6 separate regions of the Mus musculus genome follow, and all the other regions are linked to region 1. Evidence: chromatin contacts called from public HiChIP or PLAC-seq and promoter capture Hi-C data. All regions are on one chromosome and are shown on one strand. The core of a region is the stretch at or near the end of the contact, and the rest is flanking DNA. Distances in the headings are between cores, read along the strand shown. Region 1 holds the start of Rnf34 (ring finger protein 34). Region 2 holds the start of Rpl6 (ribosomal protein L6). Region 3 holds the start of Naa25 (N(alpha)-acetyltransferase 25, NatB auxiliary subunit). Region 4 holds the start of Hip1r (huntingtin interacting protein 1 related). Region 5 holds the start of Denr (density-regulated protein). Region 6 holds the start of Pheta1 (PH domain containing endocytic trafficking adaptor 1).

Evidence for each region. Promoter capture Hi-C pulls out the DNA fragments that hold promoters and counts their contacts. HiChIP or PLAC-seq counts read pairs in DNA pulled down with a chosen protein or histone mark.
Region 2: an H3K27ac HiChIP or PLAC-seq map of microglia shows a contact between it and region 1, with 7 times the contacts expected there. The contact joins the promoter of Rpl6 here to the promoter of Rnf34 in region 1. A contact is called at or near these places in 1 of 39 promoter capture datasets (pre-B cells) and 1 of 115 datasets of contacts at active chromatin or transcription factors (microglia).
Region 3: a promoter capture Hi-C map of liver shows a contact between it and region 1, with 4 times the contacts expected there. The contact joins the promoter of Naa25 here to the promoter of Rnf34 in region 1. A contact is called at or near these places in 2 of 39 promoter capture datasets (liver and pre-B cells).
Region 4: a contact with region 1 is called in a promoter capture Hi-C map of liver, with 3 times the contacts expected there. The contact joins the promoter of Hip1r here to the promoter of Rnf34 in region 1. A contact is called at or near these places in 2 of 39 promoter capture datasets (liver and pre-B cells).
Region 5: a contact with region 1 is called in a promoter capture Hi-C map of liver, with 4 times the contacts expected there. The contact joins the promoter of Denr here to the promoter of Rnf34 in region 1. A contact is called at or near these places in 3 of 39 promoter capture datasets (liver and pre-B cells).
Region 6: a promoter capture Hi-C map of liver shows a contact between it and region 1, with 6 times the contacts expected there. The contact joins the promoter of Pheta1 here to the promoter of Rnf34 in region 1. A contact is called at or near these places in 2 of 39 promoter capture datasets (liver and pre-B cells) and 1 of 115 datasets of contacts at active chromatin or transcription factors (bone marrow-derived dendritic cells).

The regions. Positions count from the first base shown.
Region 1 is chr5:122,847,923-122,851,864 of GRCm38.p6, reverse strand. It overlaps Rnf34 (ring finger protein 34), which reads right to left and starts at 1,677. Exons shown (of 6, transcript NM_030564.1): 1 at 1,567-1,677. The coding sequence starts at 1,572. Gm33044 (predicted gene, 33044) reads left to right here and starts at 1,929. Exons shown (of 2, transcript NR_169045.1): 1 at 1,929-2,032; 2 at 2,120-2,415.
Region 2 is chr5:121,202,274-121,206,215 of GRCm38.p6, reverse strand. It overlaps Rpl6 (ribosomal protein L6), which reads right to left and starts at 1,715. Exons shown (of 7, transcript NM_011290.5): 1 at 1,664-1,715; 2 at 553-810; 3 at 361-462. The coding sequence starts at 810. It overlaps LOC115490270 (a small nucleolar RNA gene), which reads right to left and starts at 1,206; the gene lies at 1,073-1,206.
Region 3 is chr5:121,396,262-121,400,203 of GRCm38.p6, reverse strand. Naa25 (N(alpha)-acetyltransferase 25, NatB auxiliary subunit) reads right to left here and starts at 2,209. Exons shown (of 24, transcript NM_172722.4): 1 at 2,142-2,209. The coding sequence starts at 2,199.
Region 4 is chr5:123,971,526-123,975,467 of GRCm38.p6, reverse strand. It overlaps Hip1r (huntingtin interacting protein 1 related), which reads right to left and starts at 1,840. Exons shown (of 32, transcript NM_145070.3): 1 at 1,613-1,840. The coding sequence starts at 1,705. Gm46922 (a long non-coding RNA gene) reads right to left here and starts at 1,600. Exons shown (of 3, transcript XR_001784954.1): 1 at 1,090-1,600; 2 at 750-799; 3 at 1-276.
Region 5 is chr5:123,905,238-123,909,179 of GRCm38.p6, reverse strand. It overlaps Denr (density-regulated protein), which reads right to left and starts at 1,905. Exons shown (of 8, transcript NM_026603.4): 1 at 1,814-1,905; 2 at 966-1,080. The coding sequence starts at 1,071.
Region 6 is chr5:121,846,834-121,850,775 of GRCm38.p6, reverse strand. Pheta1 (PH domain containing endocytic trafficking adaptor 1) reads right to left here and starts at 1,779. Exons shown (of 4, transcript NM_175474.4): 1 at 1,652-1,779; 2 at 230-306.

The DNA.
Region 1 (3,942 bases), core at 428-2,927:
CCAAATTCAGGAGGGAGGACAGCCTACATACTCAATTCCAGGCCAGTCAGGGATTGACAGTGAAACCCTATCTCAAAACAAAGAAGTTAACCTACTCCCAATTTCGGCCAGGATTCCAGCAGCAGGGGACCTGATGTTTTGAAATAGGACCGCATGCAGTGCAAGCTGGACTCAAACTTACTACAAAGCCAAGAATACCTGTGAAAAACTAATTGTCTTGACTCCAGCCTCCAGCTCCCAAATGCCTGAGATCACAGGTACGCAACACTGAAGGTATGGTTATTTTTCTTGCTTGAGAGTTTTTTACACACACACACACACACCTTACATTATTGCAGTTTGTAATGTGGCTACTTGAGATCTATCTCTCAGGGGATTGTTGTTGGTTGGTTTTCCACGAAAACACTTGCTTGGCCTCAAACATGCAGCAATCCTCCACCTCTACCTCCTAAACGCTGATCACGGGCTTGTGCCACCATGCTTAAGGGGCTCTTTTCTTTTAACTGGCAAACTCTTTCTTAAACAGGGTGATTATATTTTGAATTACCTCTACCCCATCTTGACTAAGGCAGTGAAGGTGCTGGGCAAAACACTTGCTGAATTTCTCTATCCACTTGACCCTCTCTTCAATCGTCCACAGTAAATCTTTGACACTCTGTGCAAGGTCGTCAATCTAGCAGCCCAAAGCCAACACACTTACTTCTTCCACGAGATGGATACAACACCGTGAGGGAAGACATCACCACCTTCTGACTCACGCCATTTGACTTGATTTTGGGCAAATGAATCAATGCCTGAATTGACTGCTGTACACAGCCTCTTTAGAACTCTCTGCGATGGGGTTGAGAAAATTCATCTCCCCTAAGTAGGCCAAAATCACACACACACACACACACACACCACATACACACACACAAAACCTGCCCTTTTCTGAAACTTCTATCAGTGATTCTCCCACGCTCTCACTCCCACCTGGGAGCAAGGCTGCCAAATTACTTGCTGCGTACCTAGTGGCGATGTAGACACGTCTAGCGCTCTAGGTCACGGCCACAACATTTAAACCCACGGGAAGGACTCCTTGAAGGAGGACACCCCCAACCCCCCATGGGCCACTCAGGTCCTAGCCTCATCATACCACGCAGCGCTCTCTATGCCTTCTGTCTCGTGATGCACCCCCCGAAGTCTGGGTTAGCTCAAGGACTCGGGGGAGGCAGAGGGCACAGCCATGGCCAGAGACACCGAGGCTCTTGCGGCTTAAAAAAAAGCTCGGGACCCCGAGAAGAGCACAGGGCCCTGGGAACAGGGCCCAGCGGGCTGAGACCGCAGGGCCACTAGCCGCCTCCTCGGCCAGGACGCCGGAGGGCGCTGTGGGAGCTCGGGAGGGTCTGCTGCCTGGCCTCTCCGGCTGGAACCGGTCGGGGCCCCACACACACTTCGGGCCGGGCGCCCCGCTACGTGGTGGTCTCTCACGAAGCCCCTCTGGGTAACCGCTGAGACGGAAAACAGGAAGCGCTCTGGGCGTACGGGAGAGGCAAGGAGAGCCTCCCGGCTCCACCAGCCCCTCACCTTCATGGCCGCGACCGCCTCGGCTCGGTCGGCTCTACCGGGGAACTCAGCACCATAGCAGCCTCCTCACACAACGGATCTTCCTTCCTTCTAAGGCGGCGAATGCGGCGCCTCCCGAGACCCACTGAGCGTCCCTACGTAAGGGGGCATGGCCACGCTCGGCTCACGCCCCGGGAAGACGCCGAGCGGCGGGCGGAGCCCACCAATCCGAAGCGGGTCTTCGGGGGGCCCGATCACCAAAGCCAATGAAATGGTGAAGAAGGGGCGGGGTTTCGGGCGCAGTCTTGCGAGCGAAGGGGAGAGGGGAGGGGCGGAGGGAAACGGGGCGGGGCGAAGAGGGGCGGGGCGGGGCGTGACGCGACGTGACGCCCGGTCTGTCGGAGAGAAAGCCGCTCAGGCTGAATTGGCTTCCTATTTTGGGTGGATAGCTTCCCTCGGCCCGAGGCAGAAAAAGAGCTGTGGTGAAGTAGGAAACACTGTTGGTTTGAAGCTTTTATTCTAACCTGCGGAGCAGGGCCTCTCTCGGGCTTAACCCATTCTCCGAATGTTCTAGATCTCATCACCAGGAGAACCTCGGATCTCCTCAAGGAAGAGGGGCAGCACGATCTAGGGCGAGCCATTTAGAAGATGTACTGAGAACGGCTGAAGAACCAAAGGCTGTCCAATTCCAATTCTTTGTCGTTCGGTTCGTATGTGTGTGTGTGCGGTTTTCTTTTTAGACAAGATTTTTTCCTGGCTGTGCTGGCCAGAGAACTCCCAGTTTACACCAGGCTGGCTTGGAACTCAGAGAAATCATGCCTGCCTCTCTGCCTTCCGAGTGCTTGAGATTAAAGATGTGTTCCACCACAACTGCGTCCAATTGATGTAATGTTCAAATTTACCCAAGTACTAACTAACCCTTTCAAAGAATTCACATGATCCCTTCAAACTGACGTCGGGGCAGAAAAACAAGTGGCAAAAGATGGTATAAATTTCTTCAGCCTTGCTGGATTAAGGCTTTAATTAGTTGGTTTTCCTACATTTCTTTCTCTCACTTCAAAATAATATTTGAGGTCGGGCGTGGTGGCACACACCTTTAGTCCCAGCACTTGGGAGGCAGAGGTAGGCGGATTTCTGAGTTCGAGGCCAGCCTGGTCTACAAAGTGAGCTCCAGGACAGCCAGGGCTATACAGAGAAACCCTGTCTTAAAAAATAATAAAATAATAATAATAATTGAAATTTTAGAGCTCAAGATGTTACTTCTTCCTTAGCGAAGACCCAGACAACTCCTATTCTTATAATAATAATAATACTTTAAAATTCTTTGTATCTGGTTTTGCCTGCATGTGTATCTGTGCACCACATGTGTACAGTGATCAGGGAAGTCAGATGAGGATGTTGGATGCCCTGCAACTGAATTACAGTTGTGAACCACTATGTGAGTGTTAGAAACCAAACCCAAGTCCTCTGTAAGAACAGCAAGTGCTCTTAACCGCTGAGCCAGCCCCTGTTCTATTCTTTTTCAACATCTGCTTAGATGAACTTTTTGACAGAACACGAATACAGCTGGGTGCAGTGGCACAGGCCTTTAAACCCAGGATGGCAGAGGCAGGTGAATGTCTCTGAATTCCAGACCAGCCACTTTACATCGTCAGACCCTGGCTCAAAACAAAACAAACCATAGCATGCTATGTCCTTGGACTATGTCAAGCCTATTTTTCTTCAGGCTCTATTGAGATAATGTAATATCTTGTCTGGCACTCAGGAGGCAAGAGGCAGTGGGTCTCTGTGAGTTCAAGAACAGCCTGCCTACTGAGAAAGCTCCAGGACAACCAGGGCTTACACAGAGGACAAGAAGAAAAACTATTAGACAGTAATTTTTCTGCTCATCATCTAGGCAAAGAAATTAAAAGCCATTTGCTGGTGGGGCTAAAGATATGTTTCCCATCAACCACATGCCTGCTGTATGAAGACCAGGATCTGAGTTCCCTCCTTGGCACCTATGTAAAAATCAGGTTTGGTGGTATTCATCAGTAATTCTAGTACTCTGTGGGTAGAAGCAGGAGGATAGCTGAGTTTACTGGCCAATTTAGCATAATTGGAGAGCTCCAGGCTCAGTGAATGACCTTGTCTTGGTAAGATTAAAAAAAAAAAAAAAAAACAGTTGAAGGAAACATCCAACATTGGCTTCCAGCCCTGACCCGTGCAAGTATACACACGGTTGGTTTTAGCTAAAATATTAAGGCGTGGTGGCACACATTTTCAATCCCAGCAGTCAGGAAGTAGAGTTAGGTGGATGTCTGTGAATTTAAGGCCAGCCTCATATACATAGTAACTTTCAGGCCAGCCGGGGGTGGATAGTAAAATTTTGTCTCCAAAAATCATATTTGCTGGTGA
Region 2 (3,942 bases), core at 466-2,965, 1.6 Mb after region 1:
ACACACTTCTTAGGAGTTAAGGTCACAGCCAAATATGGGGAAGGTGGCTCAGAAGGGAGTTTCAGATCAGACCAGGCTACCCGAGGCAAAGGTACAAAGCGCATCATACCTCTTCTACCTTGGCAGAAGGCACACACCCACTTTCTTCAAGAGGGAAAACTAGACATCAATACCACAAGTTTGATAAATACCCACCTTCCACTTGCCAGCAATGGAGTAGCCAGAACCCCAGTGTGCTGGTCCCACTATGAGCTACACCCCCAGCCTGAGAGCTTATCCCAACTAGACTTGACTGACATAGCCTCTTTCAGACAAGCCTCAACCCTAACCCCAAGGAAAGCAACCCAAACTAGATCTCACCATTTTTCGAAGCTTCACCACCCGGGTGCCACCGTTCTTGTCCCCACCAACTGTTTTGGTGACAGTAGCAAGGACCTTCTCTTTTTTCTTCTTCTTCTCAACCTACAAAGACAAACCCATCAATCCAGGATCCTGCCAGACCTCAAACGCAGGAATAAGGCATCATAGTGGGCCATCCGTTCCCTCTCCTACCTTGGTCTTGGCAGCCGAGTATTTCCTTTTGTACAAGGCCTTCCTGGAGTACATAGCAGATCGGGAGTACCTGCCAATTCCTCTCACCAGGACAGGGTTTCGGCTGCAATGGGGCTTCGCCTTCTTGGGCTTTTTACCCTTAGGGTGAACCTTTTTGGCTACTTTGGCGGCCCGGGGCCGGGAGGCAGCAGCATCACTGCCAGCCTTCTTGGCCGCAGGTTTCTTCTCCTTTGTATCAGGCGCTTTTTCACCCGCCATCTAGGGATATAAACAATAAAGGCATTTCATCAACCATTTGTCAACAAGCTAGTATGAAAACCATCCTCTGATGCTTGCAATGCCTCTTCCTTCCAAACACAGGGTTAAGTATCTAGCACTATTAGTTTTTTTGTTTTTTTTTTTTTGCTAAAAAACTTTTTTGTGGTTCCTTATCTTATTCTTCCATTTTTGTGAATCAGAAAACCAAAGACAATCTTTGCTAGTGTCTACACAGGCAAGGAAGCCCAGAATCTCGAGGCTCTTCTGTGCGACCCACTTCAGTGCCAGCAGCCTACAGGCAGAGGCCAGGCAATGGTTCGGGGCCACGGGTTGCTCTAGCACGGGACACTATGACAGACCCAGGGGAACGGGCCTGCCATAAATCCAAACCCATGCACCAGCACGGAACACCCGAGACCTCCCCCTCTGGTGTCGCCCTAGGTCCCGAAGCCACCACGATGGCCCCAGCTCCGCAAAGTAGCCGACAGCGGTGCTCTCCGGTCGTCTTCCGGGGACGCGGTTCCCCACCTTCAGTCGCGAAGCCCAACGTGGCCAAGACAGGCTCAACAGAAGGTTCTGGAACCCCCACTGCAGGGTCGCAAGTCGCAACACAGGCCCTCCAACCCTCCCCAGGTTACGGCAGCCGGCAGGGCCCAGCGACCATCTCGGGCGCTACGCTCGTTCTTAGCCCCCCGCCAACCCACGCTGACAGAAATGAAGCTCCCGAGAGATCTGGCGAATGATCCCGACCATAGGCGGCCCTGGGTAGTGATCCCCGGATGTCCCCCAATTTCGGATGGACGAGGATTGGGGTCCCGAAAGCCGCTGCCACACAGACGCCCGCCATTCCTACCTTGCAAGACGGGAAAGAGAACTAAGGCAGCGGCTTCCGGTCTATAAGCAATGACGGGAGGTGACCAAGATCACTTCCTTCCTGTATGGGGCATCATGGGAAATGTAGTTTTTCTTTACTCCGTGGCAATGCACCTAGGGAACGTCCCCCCAGGCCCCACCCCCACCCTAATAGGTAAGGGCAGCTGAGATGGCTGAGCAAGTAAAAGCGCTTTCTCCTAAAATGATGAACAGACTTTGAGCCTTGCGACTCATGTGGTGGAAGAAAGGACTTTACAGAGTTTTCTTCTTCTCCTCCTCCTCCTTCTTCTTCTTTTTTTTTTTTTTTTGGTTTTTCGAGACAGGGTTTCTCTGTGTAGCCCTGCCTGTCCTGGAACTCATGCTGTAGACCAGGCTGGCCTCGAACTCAGAAATCCACCTGCCTTTGCCGCCCAAGTGTTGGGATTAAAGGCGTGTTGCACCACGCCTGGCCAGAGTTATCTTCTAAAAACTAAAGGTTAGGGTTGGAGTGATGGCCCAGTGGTTAAGAGAACTGGCTGCTCTTCCAGAGTTTTTTGAGTTCAATTTCCAGCAACCACATGATGGCTCATAACCATCTGTAATGGGATCCCATACCCTCTTCTGGTGTGTCTGAAGACAGCTACAGTGTAGTGTACTCATATACATAAGATAAATAAATCTTGCCAGGGCTATGCAGAGAAACCCTGTTTTGAAAACCAAATACATAAATAATAAATAAATAAATAAATCTTTAAAAAAAAAAAGTCTGACAGTGGTGGCACACCCCTTCAATCCCAGCACTAGGAAGGCAGAGGCTGGTAGATCTCTGTGAGTTTGAGGCCAGCCTGAACTACAAAGCTAGTTCTAGGAGAGCCAAGGCTATGCAAGCAAACCCTGCCCCCAAAACAAAATAAACAAATTAAATAGGAAAAAATAAATAAGATTTAAAATAAAACTTTTTTGTTCATTACATTTTTAAATAAGCTACTATCCTTTGAAAAATGACACTGTATACCTGACAGTGCCTTACTTTTTATTACATTTTATTTTATGTGTATGCTTATGTGAGCATGTGGGAGTGGGGAGTGGATGCATGCCCCAGCATACAGATGGAAGTCAGTGGACAACTTGGGGACGCCGGCTCTCTCTACCACATGAGGCCTAGAGATCAGTCATCTTAAGAGGACTTAGGTCATCACAGGCCCCGCATATAACAATTATCCTCTACCTCATAGTGCTTAGAACGACGTATACACATGATTTCTATTGTCTTCTACTTGTCTGTTGCCTGTTGCTAGTGGTAGGAGCTTTTCTCTTGACTTTCTTTTTTTTTTTTTTATCTTCTTTTTTTTTTTCTTTTTTTTTTTTTTCCATTTTTTATTAGGTATTTCGCTCATTTACATTTGCAATGCTATACCAAAAGTCCCCCATAGCCACCCACCCTCTCTTGACTTTCTATATGTGTGTGTGTGTGTGTGGGTGTGTGTGCTGTGTGGGTGGAGGTCTGAGGACAACTTACAACCACTTTTGTTGTCCCACAGTGTGGGTCCCATGAATGGAACTCAGAACTTTGTAGCAAGCACCTGACCCACTGAGCCATGTCTGTGGCCCTTCAATTCGGCTCTAAACCCCATCTTCATGGTTGAGTCTCCAGGAATCTCTTCCCTTTCTCTGGCTGTGGTTAAAGGTGAAAGAGGGAGTGGTGGGCTGCCTCTAAAGACCTCATGACACTGAAGACCACAGAAAACAGAGCACTGTGAAGACCTCAGAGTACAATCCGATTCTCTCTCTCTTCCCCAGCCCTTCTGGTTTTTCTTTTTGAAATATTTATTTAATGTATGAGTGCTCTATCTGCATATATACCTACAGGCCAGAAGAGGGCATCAGATCCTGTTATAAATAATTGTGAGCCATCATGTGGTTGCTGGGAATTGAACTCAGGACCTCTGGAAGGACAGTCAGTGCTCCTAACTGCTTTGTCAAGACAGCATCTATAGACCAGGCTGAACTTGAACAAAGCTTCTGCCTGTCAAGTACTAAGATCAAAGGCATGCTGTACCATGCCCATCTCAAGTCTTATTATCAATTGTTGAATTTTATGACATTTACTGTCCAAGCAGAGTCTTAAGAAGAAATTTAAGCCGGGCGTGGTGGCGCACACCTTTAATCCCAGCACTTGGGAGGCAGAGGCAGGCGGATTTCTGAGTTCGAGGCCAGCCTGGTCTACAGAGCGAGTTCTAGGACAGCCAGGACTACACAGAGAAACCCTGTCTCGAAAAG
Region 3 (3,942 bases), core at 960-3,459, 1.5 Mb after region 1:
AATCCCAAGTCCAGGATGTATCTGAGCTAGATAAATCACATAAGAGCAATAGGATTCCTGCTCCAGCTGTCTACGGGGAGTGTGTGTGTGTGTGTGTGTGTGTGTGTGTGTTGAAAGCTCAAGGGCACAGACTGGATTAAGTTTTCTAAACTCATTATGATTACCCACAGGGCCATTACTGCTAGAAACAAGTGATGGGAAGGTAAGCCATCACACAACAGAGCACCAAGGGCTGTAGAGATGGCTCATCAGGTGAGGGTACTTACCACCATTCCTGATAACGTTTACGATAGCCCAGGACCTTTATGATAGGGAAGAACCAACTCCCTCTAGCATGGTGTCCTCTGAACTCCACAGGCTCACAGTGTCATTCATGTGACCACACTCCACCACACACACACGCCCAAAAAACATTTCTTCATCAAATGGAATAAAAAAAGAATTTCATCACACACATATATGAAAGTATGATTGCTGGGCATAGGGCCACGTGACTGTAATCCCAACAGTTGGGAGCCACAGGCAGGGGAGCTGAAAGCTTGAGTCCAGCTGGTCCACCTAAGGAGTTCAAGACCTGTTACTTAAAAAAAGAAAAGAGTACTGGGCAGTGGTAGTGCCTGCCTTTAATCCCAGCACTTGGGAAGCAGAGGCGGGCAGATGTCTGAGTTCGAGGCCAGCGAGGCCAGCCTGGTCTACAAGGTGAGTTCCAGGACAGCCAGGGCTACACAGAGAAACCCTGTCTCAAAAAAAAGGAAGGAATGAGCAGCTGGGTTTGGTGGCACCTTTAATCCCAGCACTCGGAAGGCAGAAAGCTGGTGATTTCTATGAGTTCCACGCAGTCGAGGGCTACATAGAGAGGTCTTGTTCCAGACCCAGCACCTACACCCTGGCTTACAACAGTCTGTAACTACAGATCCAGGACATCCTGATGCCCCTCTTCAAGCACCAGGAATGCACGTGGTGCACAGACATCAAACTGGCAAGCAAGAACCCACATATGTACCAATTTGCTAGAGACACAAGCACCCATTCTGCCAAGGGGAGAGGAAAACCCCTAAAAACGAAAGAGCCCAAAACCCATAGCCACACTGAAAACGTGAGGTCTGCTGTAGCCAAAAAAAAAAAAAAAAAAAAAGCACTGACCTTGATAAAGCTTCCTTCCTCATCATTACCTGAGACAAGACCATACAACCATCAACGAGGCGAGCGAGACATGGCAAAATTAAATAAAATAAATAAATAAATAAATAAGGCACCGCTTCCAATAACAGAACATCTCAGTCACTGCAAAGTGTTTTCTCTCTGACTCAGTTTGGTGATTCTTTTTATTCTATTACGGTGGGAAGATGACGATAAAGACACATCTTGAAAGCCTGCGGGGTTTGGGATGCGCGCCGTGAGGAGGGTTCAACGCAAGCAAAAGCACGAGGAAGTCAAGAGGCAGAGAATAAACCTCAGACACGGTGCTGAAAGGTTAAAAAAAACAAAAAACCTTCCATTCCAGCAGCCTGGCCGGCCGCTCCGGCAACACCAGCTCCTGCCATCTCTTGCCCGCTATTCGGGGCCCGCGACCCCCTCCCCCCCGCCTCCCACGTGTGCCCAGAACAGCTGTTCCTGCATCAGGATGGGACTCGGGTCTCAGTGACCTTGCATCAGCCCCTTCCCTTCTCCGGGTCTCAGTTTCCCCACGTGCACTTAGACTACATTCTGTAAGACAGCCCTCCCCGGATCCTCATCCTGGTACCCAGAGCAATCATCACTGGGGTATCTCCCTTCCGGAGGCGAGCGCTCCCACCGTCGCGCCTGAGCCGCTTGTCACCTGCAAGAAAAGACCGCGCGGGGGTTCCTCGGGAGCGGCTGGAATAAAACAACCTGCCGGGAGCGCTGGTCTCCAAGCGGCGGCGCGATCCGCACAGAGTTGACAGCGGCGCGCACCCACCGTTGTCTTGTCGCCTCCGGGTCCAGCGACGCCGGGGTCCGCGCCTAAGCGAGGGCGAGGCTGCGGCCTAGCGCCCCGCGCGGTCCGCCCCCTCGCCGCCCCACCCCGCGCGCGACCCCAGCGACCCTCCCTGGCCTTCGCCCGAACCGGGGCACGCTTTGTCTCGCCGCGGTGGCTAACAGACCGACTCCGGGGTACTCACCGTAAATGGGCCGGAGGCGCCGGTCGTTAGGGTCCTGCACATGGCCCCGCGTCGCCATGATGACAAGCGCAGAACCTCAGTGCGCAAGCGCTGAGCAGGCCCCCGGGAAGGGGCCGTTAAAGGGCCAGCGTCGAGCTCGCCGACCTATCGCGATAGTGGAGGGGAGGTACGGCGGAGTGCGCCTGCGTAGAAAGGGTGGCTCGCCTCTCCTTTAATTGGCGCTGTGGTTTGATTTTTTTTTTTTTTTTTTTTTTTTTTGCCTGCGGAGTCATCGGGACCCCAGGGGCGGTTGTTGTGGTTGAAGGCGTGGAGAGAGAGTGCGGTTTAATCTCACTGACTGTAACAGCTAGAAGAACCAGTTGGTTTTGGCCCTTGATGGTGAAGCAACCTGGAACTTGTTGAGTGGGAGCCCTGGGAGCGTGCTTGCCCAACAGTGAAACTGTAGAAAAAGCCTGCGAGCCCTCCTCCACCCGTTCCCTGAACTCAGTGCTGTGCGTGGCTAGACACTAGTGCAAGCTCTTTAAGTAGGTTGCTTTTAACATTCCCACGGCACTAGACGGTATAATGAGCTTTCTTTGTACAGATTTACAATTCGCACGGCCCAGAGTTATGAGTGCTATTTGGGCGGCGATAATGACAAGGAGCTAAAGGTATCCCCAGCACTCGGGAGGCAGAGGCAGGCGGATCTCCTTGAGTTCGAGGTTAGCCTGGTCTACATAATGAGTTCCAGGACAGCCAAGGCTATGTAGAGACCCTGTCCCTATAAAGAAATGGATAGAAATAAAAATAAAAAGGTTCTCCCACCAAGTGGTTGCTTGCCCTATTTGGCTGGCATTCCTCCTTGCCCCAACAATTTTTCCCTCAGTTCATGGCTCCTCTTCTCCAGCTGCATGTAACTGGATTTGGCGTTTGTAACACTTTCACAGACCAGTGAATCTTGTAGCTTTAGCGGTATGTAAGGTGTATATCCGTAACTACCGCACTGAAGGGGCTAAGACAAGAGGCTAGTAAGGGCCAGACTGGGCTAGCTACATAGGAAGACCCTGTCTCAAAAGAGAGGGAGAAGAAATGGTACATGTTTGAGCTGATTTAGCTTAGGGATTTAAACATTACACAATGTATACAAGTATGGGGCAATACATAGTACCCTGTACAGATGTATAACTGTTTGAATGTGTCCCTTACAAGTTTTAAAAGCTTACCATTGGTTATTTCATGTGTGTTTCTGTATATATGTGTGTGGGCACTCCAATACCCAAAGTGTGGAGGGTCTCTCTGTCTACCACAGTGGTTCTCAACCTGTGGTTCGTGACCCTCATTCATTCTATTTCAGATGTTTACAATTGGTAACATGAGCAAAGTTACAGTTATGAAGTAGCAATGAAATAATTTCATGGTTGGGGGTAGGGGTCACCACAACATGAGGCCCTGTGTTAAAAGGTTGCAGCTTCAGAAAGGTTGTAATCCACTGTAAAAATGTGAAAGCTGCCAGGGCATGGTGGCGCACGCCTTTAGTCCAAGCACTTGGGAGGCAGAGGCAGGTGGATTTCTGAGTTTGAGGCCAGCCTGGTCTACAGAGTGAGTTCCAGGACAGCCAGGGCTACACAGAGAAACCCTGTCTTGAAAAAGAGGAGGAAGAGGAAGGAAGGAAAAATGGAAGGAAAACAAACCAAGGTTCAGTTCCCAGCACCACAACTGTCGGTAACTTTAGTTGCAGGGAATCTGAGGCCCTCTTCTGGCCTCTGGGCACTGGATACAGGTGCTGCACAGTTAGTTGTACATGCAGACAAAATGCTTATAC
Region 4 (3,942 bases), core at 591-3,090, 1.1 Mb before region 1:
GAGGAGAGAAGTTGTCCTCTGACGTCCACACATACACACAATAAATAAATAAATAAACACAGTAAGAGTTTTAAAAGTGGGCAAAGCAGGTCAAGAGAACTCCCTTAATTACAAACCAGCCACCAACCTCATGTGGTCCCGTATCAGAGATTGTCCCTCTGACATTCAGGAAGGTTACCCTTGACATAGTCATTTAAGAAGATCAATGAACTTGACCTTTAAAAGCCCATCTCCTCTCCCATCTCTTCCTGCAGCAATCAGCATTCTCTGCACCTGCTTAAAAGCAGGAGAGAAAAAAAAATTCTAAAACTCACTGAATAAATCAAGCTCTTGACAACAGATCCTCCGTGCCAACAGTATTTCTCTCTAGGCTCTGCGAGTTTACTAGCACAATTAATTATGTATTAATGACTTCACATCAAACGCCATGTTTGTTTTTTATGGTGGGGAATCCAGGCTGGACCAGATGGAGATCACACGGATAAATTAATCATTCGAAGCCAGGTTGGTACTGGCAACTTGGCATGCTCGCTCGGAGCCCTCCCGTCCTGAGGTTTTATCCTTATCCCTGTCCATCATAAGCACAAAGGTGAGAGGCCTCCCGTTTTGTTATTTCAAAACTGAAAGCTAGTGGAGACTGCTTGTGCTAACTTGTTTTGAAAGCAACCACAGAGAGTCCTTGCTCTCTGCTCTGACCAAGGGGGAAGGAACTCGCCAGTGGGGCACCCACAAATGCAAATGTCACCAACCTGCTTCAGATACAGGTGGGAGGAGTCTTTGGCTTCCTTTATTGCTAAAGCTTAAAAAAAAAAAAAAGCAGCCATTTCGGTCTGGGCTGACTTCGTAGTCAAATAAGTAGTGACACCCCTCCGCGCCCCGCACCCCCCCCCCCCCGCCAACCTCCATGAGTCCACCCAAGACTTAATTAAGAACAGGGCAGAGTTTGTAAAACAAAAAGGAGGGAAGCAGACGTGTTGGTGGTGGTCGTCTGGAAGCAGGAGGATGAGGATTTTTAAGGCTAGCGTGGGCTACATGAGACCCTGTCTTAAAAAAAAAAAAAAAAAAAAAAACCCAAAACCAAAGCAACACCTGCACAGTGGGTCCCCAGAAGCCATGCATGAATGAATGCGCATCAGGGCCATTATTCAATTTTCCACGCCACCTTCTCGGGTCGGGCCCTCTCCTGGGAGAGCGGCGCGTGGGAGCGCAGGAAAGGAGCCTGGGAAGTTTCCGTCTGTCAGGCGCCGGTGTTTAACGAGGGGGTGGCAGCCTATTTATAAGTGGGCCCCCGCGCGGGCAAACAAGTCTGGCGACCTACGTGAAACTTTTCACCCGAGCAGATAATAAGATACTGTGCGGCCGTGCGAACAGCTCGGCAGCGAGGGAAGCCGGGAGCTTCCCTGGAAAGGCGGCGGCGAGCAGAGGGCGCTCCGGGCCCCGCGCGGCCGTGCGCACCTGGGCCGCGTCCGCATCCCGGAGCCCAGCCCCGCTGTCGCGCGGCTTCCGGTCACCTGCGCCGCCCGGGGCCGCGGAGCCCGCAACCGTCCGCGCAGGGCCGAGCGCACCGAGGGCCGCCGCCGCCACCGCCCGCCCAGCCCGTGCCCGCGCTCGCCTGCGTCTTGTCGAACTGCTCGCGCTCGGCCTCTAGGCTGTGGCCCGGCCTGCGGCTCAGCACCCGCGCCGGCACATTCTTGATGCTGTTCATGCTGCCGCCGACCGTGTCCCGGCCCGGCTCCGCGCGAATGAGGCGTCACCGCCCGCCTCAAGCCTAGGCACACGGAGGCCGCGCGCCGCGCCGCACGGGGAGGAGCCGCAGCCCCTCCCGCCAGTCACTCCGGTTGTCCAACCGACGCCCCGCCCTCCCCGGCTCCGAACGCTCCGCCCCCCGCCCCCGCCGGGTCCCCGGGACTCCTGGCGTGCCCCGCCCACTGCATCCCTTGATCAACCCTAGGATGCCTAGTAGCCACCACTGTGGTCCCTTAGGACTCCCAGGACACCCTGCCATGCAACCCTCTGTCACCCAGTACGCCCTGCCCTGCACCCTTCCAGTCCCCGGGGACGCCCCATCCGGCACCCCTTCTGGTCCCCCGGGACTCCTTGAACCCCAAGACTCTGCATCCGCTTCGTTCCCGCGGGACTTCCTGGGAGTGTCCCTTGCACACCTGTCCTTGTCTCCTTGCACAATTCTAGCTCTCCAGGATTCCCCAACACACCAGTTCCCTAATTCTGACAGATCAGATGCAAGGACAAATACCCACTTAGCTTGGCTACATACCTTCTTACCATCTCCCCAAAGAAAGGAAAAATCACGTTGGGTCTTTCTCTACACCTGTAGGGGGAAAACTGGAACAAATAAGAGTCTTGTCTCCTTGAGTCTGGTCAGTAGCCACGCTGCAGGTTTCTTTGGTTTTTTTGTTGGGAGCCCAGCCATCTCTTCAAGTCTTTGCTTTTTGAGATGAAGTATCAACTCCCTGAGATAGGAAATGCTGTCATGAGTTAGACACCTGACCGTCTGTCTCCTAGGTCAGGTGACGCTCTCTGAGGACCCAGACGGACCCTTTCTTTCCCATTGCTCATTCCTTACTGTGTTGACATCCACTCAACATTTCAGAGTTGGACAAGGCTGTCTTTGCCACTAAGAGATTAGCCGTGCTTTATCTAATACCAATCAATGAAAAGCTCCTTTGCCAAAATATGAGGAGTAACAACAACAGCCGATACTTAAAACCTATTTGCCAGGTATGGGGCTAAACCCCTTATACCTATTATCTTGTCCCTAATCCTCAGCAAGTCACTAAATAGCCATGGTCAAAAAAAAAAAAAAAAACACACAACACAACAGATGAGCCGATTTGTTCTGTGCCAGCTGTTTCTCGGACTCTTTTTCTCACACGGGACAAAAACCAGTTATCCTGTGATTTCCATACAAAAGACCAGCCCCCACTGGGTATAGAACATCTACTACAGTGGCCTGTCATTATCAAAAGTTCCCATTCTTTTTCGTCAATAGAGGCTATTACTGCGCTGGGCGTGGTGTTCAGGCATCCAGTCAGCAGGACCCCATTCAATCTTAAAGTTTTGGTGGTATTTTTGCAGACCAAGAAAAAAAAAGGGGAAGGGCTTCGAGCCTAGGTTCACACTGTTGCAAAATGATGCCTTCAGGATATGGTCTCAGATCGGCCAGGTTTCCAGACAAGCACACTTGTAATGATACTGGAGTCCCTATGGCTATTACAATGTATCTGCGGGTGAGGTTTTGAGTAGCTGAAGGTCAAGGTGGCCTTGTGCTGACCAGCCTTCTGCTTTCCATACCTAGTAAAGCACCTGGTACATGACCTTGTTTTTTAAAAATGGGCTTGAGGGTCAACAAAATGGGAAAGTAAAGGTGCTTGCTGCCAAGCTTGAGGTCCTGAGTTCAATGTCCAGGACCCCCATGGGGGAAGGAGAGAAATGATCCCTGCATGTTGTCCTCTGACCTTTAATTCAAGCTGTGGTATGCACATGCACATATACACAAAATAAACACATCAATTTAATTAAAAACAAACAAACAAACAGGTGTGAGGGTAAGCATGGGACCATTAAATCCAGCATTTTTGAGGCAGGGGTGGCCTCTGTGTAAATGAGGCCAACCCAGTTTATATAGTGACTTAAAAAGAGTTGGCATATAAAATGAAGGTTTTGAAAGAATAAACCAGCCCCACAGAGTAGAGAACAGAGTGAAGACTTTACTGTTAATGTATGCTATTAGAAAAAGCATTTCCGGGGCACAAAGATGGAAACTCCACTGTCTTGTTTATTAAGGTTCACCTCCAGACATCTTTTTCTTTTTTTTTGGCCCAAAGATTTATTGATTATTATACATAAGTACACTGTAGCTGTCTTCTGACACAAGAAGAGGGCATCAGATCTCATTATGGGTGGTTGTGAGCCACCATGTGG
Region 5 (3,942 bases), core at 656-3,155, 1.1 Mb before region 1:
CCGAGCCACAGGCCCTCAGTCCCGACCCTGGGGAGGCCAAGAATCCATAGTGCCTGTTAGCCTGCTGGTCCAGCTCATTAGTGCGTGCCAGATGCAGTGAGAGACCTCTCCCAAGAACTGACACACCGGAGTGAGTCAGGGAGTCATCCAACACTAACCTCTGCTATCACATGCACACACAAACACATACACACACAAAACCCCATCATATTATTCAAGCCGGACTTTCCCCAGACTGTCGGACTACACATCACTCCGACCTCATCTTCTCCGTCTACTCCTTAACCAACACCCTCCCTGTGCTGTAAGAATTTAACATTGCTCAAGGAGCATATGGGGCACCTGATGCCAAGCCTGAGGGCCACGGGATCCACACAGTGTACAGAACCAAGGCCCACGCGAGGTCCTCGACAGCCACACATGGATGTGGCATGAGTACACACAAGCACAAATGAAATTAAGATGTAGTGGGGGAGAATAAACCCACTCAAGATTCTAGTCAGACATCAAGCTCCCCCCAGACCCCTCCTCACTCCAGTACTGGGACTGAATGTAGAGGCTTTGAACTGTCTGGACAAGTGCTGTGCCACCAAGCAACAGCTCCAGGCCCTGCTTCATTTCCTTTAGGATTCTGTACCTTAGCTCTTCCATCCTTCACTATCCCCAAGGCTCCTTAGCTTCCAACAAGCTTTCCTTACAAAGGAACACCAGTCAGGCTGGGATCAGGCTCCTGGTATCTCTCTACTTCAATTGGCCAGGAAACTCCTCCAGGCCAGGACGCAAGACCCAAGTGACCCTGGAAAAGAAGGAGTCATCTACCAACCCATGGGTCCTCACTAGGCTCCCCCCCTCTTCAACTAAGAATCCACCCAACAACCAAGACAGTTGGGGGAGCGAACACGACCAAATGTGAAACTATCAATATCAGGTATAAAAACCAGCGAGCCAGTCGTTCCAACACTTACCTCCACAATAAAGGACTCGAAGAGGGTAATCCGCATCTAACTTGGCACTGTTCTTCGTATCGCCTTTGCAATCCGCCCCGCTGGATTCAGAAATGTCAGTAGCCATCTCACAAACCTGGAAACAAGAATGACACACACGACTTCACTATCTGAGAAGCTCGACCCCCGCCCCCCAAATAAGCAGCCTTGGGGGTGGGGTGCAGTCTTAGCTTCCACTGTGTATCCCCCAAACACCAAAGCTGTTTTGAGTCTATTAAAAGAAGGACACGAAGTCTCATTAGAGTCACTGATGATCAACTGGAGCCTCATCTACCTGCATCCACGGGTTTACAGGGAAGCGAGAATTAAATGGGGCCATGAAGGCTGTGTTGGGGCAGGGGCAAAAAGGGACACCAGAGGAAAAGAGGAAGCAGTAAGGGGGACAGAGTTGGGCTGGTGGCTTCAACAGAGACGGGGCAGGTCTGAGGTTGCTATGGGAGGGATGCAGCCTGCAGTTAAAAGGCTATGGACACCTTGGCACGACAGGGACGAAGTCACTCGAGGTGCCCAGAATGCAAGGTGCGGCGACAGCAAAATCCCGAAAAGAGACCAAGCCAGGGACAAGGACGGCAATGCCACAGCCTGGGGAGGGGAAATCGGGCCAGGCCTGGGGAAAAGGACAGGTAGCCCGCTGGAAGGCTGGGCTAAGGGGGACATCCCGGGGACTCCACAGGAGGCCCCCATGTGGGCGGGCGTGGAGACGCCCGGCCCGGCCCCCTTCCTGCTTTAGGCAGCGCCTGGGCCGCCTCGGCAGCGCCGCCAGCTCCCGGGGAGGCCGCCGCAGCAGCGCGAATGAGAGCGCTCATTACCCAGCCGGTCGCACGGCCCCCGCCGCCTCCGCTCCCGCCAGCTGAAGCGACACATGCAACTCCTCTTCCCGGCCACGGCTGCCCCGAAATTCGCTGCTGGGGCGCGCTCGCGCGAGACAATGAGCCTTTATCGCGATATCCCCGGCCAGCCGCTAGGAGGATGTCGCGAGACGCCACCGTGCCGGGGTGGGCGGGGCCCAAAAAGGGAGGAGCATGCGCCCATGCGTGGAGCCCGGGGGAAGGGGTGTGGGGTGGGGAAACGGGACCGAGTTGCGTAGAGGCGGCCGGACGGTAGGGGGCGCTGGCTATCCATTGGCAAAGGGGGAGCCAGCGGCTCAGGCTGTCCCTGCGCAGTGGGGCGTGGACTGGACTGGCGCAGAGGTTCTTGAGTCACAGGTGACTCTCTATTAATGATGTGGGCAGCCTTGCCCCAGTGTCTGGGCTACATCCTAGTGTCCCGACTAACCACTAACTAGCCTGATGCATAAGTCACCCCACGGCGTAGAGATGGTGGCTGAATGAGACATAGGGTTTTATTTCATTCCGATTCCCTAAATAGGAATTACTCGTGCAAAGGTCATATTAATTACTGTTTGAATTTATTTCATCAGGCTGACGACTGTTCCCATATGCTCCTTTTTGCATATTTCACCTTCTACGTGTTCTATAACGGGGATTTTCCCATCCGGTCTCAGGATTTCTGGTTTTAACCACACGGGTCCTTGTCTAAATTTTGCTTCCTTGTTTTTAGTTTGGGGAAATCCCTTCATCTGCATACTCAGCCCAAGTCCCACTTGTGAAACAGGAATAGCACTGGGACACTTTCGGAGCTCAGAAAGGGCCTGGTAGAAAGACCATTGCGTTTTTGCTTTTAACATCACCTTCATGAACTAAGCTACCCAAATATGGCCCCCCTCCCGGAACTTTCCTTTGGTGCCGGGAATTGAACCCAGGGTTTTGTGAATGCTACAGAAGAGCTCTGCCTTGAGTTACAGGCCCAGCCCTAATCCCAACACTTGGGAGACAGAGGCAGGCCAATGTCTGAGTTTTAGGCCAACCTAGTCTACAAAGTTCAAAGCTGTTGGCCTGTAAGCGTAGGGCATTTGTGTTGAACGTACAAGGCTCTGGGTTTAATCTACAGACTGGAAAAAAAAACCCCACACAGCAAAGATGTACATTTCGCTAAGCATGGTGGGTGATATGCACCTTTAATCCCAACACTCAGGAGGCAGAGGCAGGTGGATTTCTAAGTTTGAGGCCAGCCTGATCTACAGAGCAAGTTCCAGGATAGCCAGAGCTACACAGAGAAACCCTGAAACCCTGTATATATGTGTGTGGGTGTGTGGATGAGTGTTCGTGTGTGTGTGTGTGTGTGTGTGTGTGTGGTGTGTGTGTGTGTGTATGTGTGTGTGGGTGTGGTGTGTGTGTGTGTGTGTGTATGTGGTGTGTGTGTGTATGTGGTGTGTGTGGGTGTGTGTGTGGGTGTGGGTGTGTATGTGTGTGGTGTGTGTGTGTGTGTGTGTGTGTGCATTATATGCCTGTAGTTTCAGCACTTAGACAGCTGAAACAGAAGGATTGCTGAGTTTAAGGTCACCCAAGGCTACACAGTAAGACTTATGTTTAAAAAACAAACAAAAAACCAGAAAGAAAAAGAAAAAGCACACCATGATACAGAGCTTGGAGCATGGCCCAGTTGGTAAGCACGAAGACCTGAATTAGATTGCTAGGATCTATGTCCAAAGCCAGGCATGGAGACCATTGAGATGGCTTAGTGAGCAGAGGACCAGCCCCACGACCTAGCAGCCTGAGAGTTCGGCTCTCAGAACGCAGATGAAGGTAGGAGGAGAGACAACTCCACAGAGTTGTCCTCTGACCTCCACATGTCTGCCATGGCCCTCCCAACCATATAAAAATACAATAAACAAGACAAACAAACAAATATTCGGAGCCAGATGTGGTGTGCGTGTTTACAATCCCTGTGCTGCTGCGGAACTGGAGATCCGCGGGGTTCACTGAACAGCTGGCCTATGCTAACTGTCGAGATCCAGGCTAATAAATAGATCTTGTGTGTGTCAAAGGCGTGACATTCAATGCGGCCCCCTGCCTGTGCACACACATGTATGCACAGG
Region 6 (3,942 bases), core at 530-3,029, 1.0 Mb after region 1:
TGATGCTTAGCCCAGCCCAAACCCCCAATCTCAGCTCCTTCCCCAACCTCTGCCCGCCTTTGTCAGCCTTTGTCAGCCTTTGTCAGCGGGCCTCAGCCACCTGGCTACCTTGCTCAAAGGCAACAAACATTTTCTTCCCTGAGGTGCCTTTCCCTACCACAAGGCGGGCTTTGCCGTTGCCTAGGAGGAAGCATCCTCTGACCGAAACAGACCACCAGCTGGGGATTACCTGCGTCAGTCCAGAGAGGGGGTGTGGGGGCTTCTGTCTGGCTTTGAGTGTCCAGTGTGTAGCCTGTGCTGGGGAGCCTACACGGCAAAGCAAACCTTTGTCAACGTGAGGACTGTGACAAGGGGTCATGCCTAATCGCACACTTATAGATGTGGGAAAAAATGACCTGGCCAAAGAACAGAGCTCCACACAAACAGCCCCATGGGGCAGAAACCTTGGGGTCCTTCTTCCCCACCAAGACTGACAATATTACCTGGTGCCCATCAGCCATCCTCCCCCAACTGCCCAGATGGGGGCACCCTGGCCAAGGTCACCAGCAGACAGAAGGCCCAGCCAGGTCCCTAGCCCTTGCCTGCTCTGGCTCGGCAAACAAGCAGGCTCTAGCTTCCCCTTGGAGGGAGGGAGTGCTCCCTGCTATTCAACCGTCTCTGCTCTGTTCAGGTTCAAAGTCTGCTGAGGGCTCCGAGCTACAAGCAACAGGGTCTAAGCACGATGCTTTAGGGACCAAATTCTTGTCTGGGCTGGCCCAGGCCGGAAGCCCAGTTACCAACACTTCCCAGACCTCAGTTTGCCTCAATGGGCTTCATGGAGGCACCGATGAGCTAAACTAAGGACAGCCTGTGACAAACTATAGGGGGAAAGTATTCTAAAGCAGGCGAAGGCACCCAATGTGGCGCTCACACCTGTCATTCCAGCACTTGGAAGGCAGACAAAAAACGCCACACATGCCAGGTATAGTGGTGCACACCTTTGATCCCAGCCCTCGCGATGCAAAGATAGGTGGATCTATCTGTGAGGCTAGCCTGTTCTGCATTATTGAGTTCCAGGCCAGCCAAGGGTACACATTAAGCTTCTGTCTCATTTAACAACAAAACCGGCCGGGCGCGGTGGCGCACGCCTTTAATCCCAGCACTGGGGAGGCAGAGGCAGGCGGATTTCTGAGTCCGAGGCCAGCCTGGTCTACAAAGTGAGTCAGGGCTACACAGAGAAACCCTGTGTCGAAAAACCAAAACAAAAAACAAAAAAACAACAACAAACCCCACCAAAAACAAAACAAAATAAAACAGTTTAGCGGATAAAGACGCTGGCTGTCAAGCTTTCTGACCCGAGTTTGATCCCCAGAAACCAAGTAGAAGAAGGAAAGCCCGGACTCCCCCCAAGTTGTCTTCTGACCTCCACACACGCACACGTAAACAAAAGTAAATACATAAAAAATTAAGACAAGTGATGAGTCCTCCATTCGTGGGGTCACAGCTGGCCCCGCGGCTAGGACTCGAGGGAAACGGAGGCAGGGCATCACCACCGCGGAACCTCAAGCCCCCGTGGTGCGCCGGCCGGGCCGCGATGGAGGCCGCGGGCGGGTCCCGGGCGACAGCCGCGCGGCTGCCGACCCCGTCGCGGTCCCGTCCCGCCCGGCTTTACCTGGCTCTGGGACCGGCGCGACGGTCTGTCCTGCCCATGGCCCGGAACAGCTCGGGGGCCGGCGACGACAGGGCCCTTTGTCTCCCGGAGGCCGAGTGGCGGCGACCCGCGGGCGCCCCTTTAACCCTGAGCGGCCCGCCCAGGAGGGGGAACGCCTCCGAGCCACACGCGCCTGCCCATTGGTCAGCCCTGCAAGGTCCCGCCCCCGAATTTACCACGCCCCCACACGCGCGCCTGAAAAATCCCTCTTAAAGGGACCGTGCCAGGGTCGGGAGTTCCCAGAATTCGGTCCCGGAGCAACCTGGCGAGACGGCTCAACGGCGCTTGTCGCCAAGCCTGGGGAAATATAACGTGAAAGATGCCAGGGAACCGCCTCCCACCAGTTGCTCAAGGTACACACAGGATATCTAGTGAGTCCGAGACCATCCTGGCCTCGAAAACAAAAAATAAATAAATAAATAAAGAAAGAAAGAAAGAAAGAAAGAAAAGAAAAAAGAAAACGTTCAACCCACAGCGTTTCCAGAGAAAATCAACACAAGTCTGTTTTAAAACGCAGAGGATACCGAGCCATCCAAACACTTGCCTAAATTAAGAGAGAGTTCTAGAAGTGAGCAGAGGTAGAGGCCCACCGACCCACTGCACCCCTGCGTGACCTCCCAGGAGTCGCTGGGATTCTATGCAAAATATAAAGACAAGCGTGGTGTTTACAGGGTGTGGCTCAACTACAGGCGCTCCCAGTAAGTAGGAATGGCCGGGGTTTCCCCTCTCCCCAAAAATCACACAGACCCACCTCCCAGAATCCTTCACTTCCTTTTCTTCCTGCCTCCTCCTCACTTCCTTCTACTTTCCTGTCCGGGGTCCTCCTAGCCGGAGGACAAGAGCGAAACAGGACAGACCAGGATCCCAGGCTTCATTCCACCGAGTCTCACTAGCGCCTACAGTGGTGCAGACTGATCCAGAGAGAAACAGCTCGGAGTCAATCAAAAAACAGTTCTAACAGGGCTTGGTGAGAGGCAGAGAATAGGCGACAGCCGCCGGGAGTGCGGGGCTGAGACAAACCAACGCTCAGGAATGGCCACTGAGGGGCAGCGACCTAGCCCACTGGAGACCTGCAGGAAGGGTGTCCCGGATGGAGGAAACCGCAAGTCCAAAGGCACAGAGAAGCGCAGAGAGCAAGTGGAGGAAGAAGTTACGTGTTGGAAGGCTTTTAGGAAGCCTTATTGCATAGGACCCTGTGAACTTTGGGAAATCTTTGTTTTCAGGTGTGCTTGGGAGCACGTGTAATTTCAGGCCTTGGTAGGGAGTGGTAAGAGGACATCTGGAAAGCTATATATATATATATATATATATATATATACACATATATACATATACACGCAATATTTTATATTATATATTATATACATATATAGCTATATAGCAAGATTGTGCCTCAATATAATAAAATATTTATTACTTATAATTAATAAGTATTAAATAAATCATTAATTTATTAGATAAACTAATTAATTTACTAGATAAATTAATTAGTACACTAGGTTGGTCTTGAACTCACAGAGAGCCTCTTGTCTGCCTCCCAATTTGGGGGATTTATTTCCCGCACTATGATGCCTTGCCTGTGGAGGGTTTTGAGGAGAGATGCGATCTCTAGAGGGCTGTAGGACAAGAGGGAAGGCCAGGAGGCCAAGCGGAAGCCTACTGTAGTGGTCTGAGCAAGTCTTGATGACAGTGTACTGGCTGGTTTTGTGTATCAACTTGACACAGCTGGAGTTATCACAGAGAAAGGAGCTTCAATTGAGGAAATGCCTCCATGAGATCCAACTGTAAGGCATTTTCTCAATTAGTGATCAAGGGGAAAAGGCCCCTTGTGGGTGGTGCCAGCTCTGGGCTGGCAGTCTTGGGTTCTATAAGAAAGCAGGCTGAGCAAGCCAGGGGAAGCCAGCCAGTAAGTAACATCCCTTCATGGCCTCTGTATCAGCTCCTGCTTTCTGACCTGCTTGAGTTCCAGTCCTGACTTCCTTGGTGATGAACAGCAGTATGGAAGTGTAAGCCGAATAAACCCTTTCCTCCCCAACTTGCTTCTTGGTCATGATGTTTGTGCAGGAATAGAAACCCTGACTAAGACAGACAGCTTGGAGGAGAGAGTAGGGGAGTAGTATGGAGCTGGCAAACTTGGTGCCTGTTTTTAAGATCTATGCCCTCTGTGTAGCCCTGGCTGTTCTGCCTCAACTTTATGAACCAGACTGGCCTCCAACTCACAGAGACTTGCTTGCCTCTGCCTCCAGAGTGCT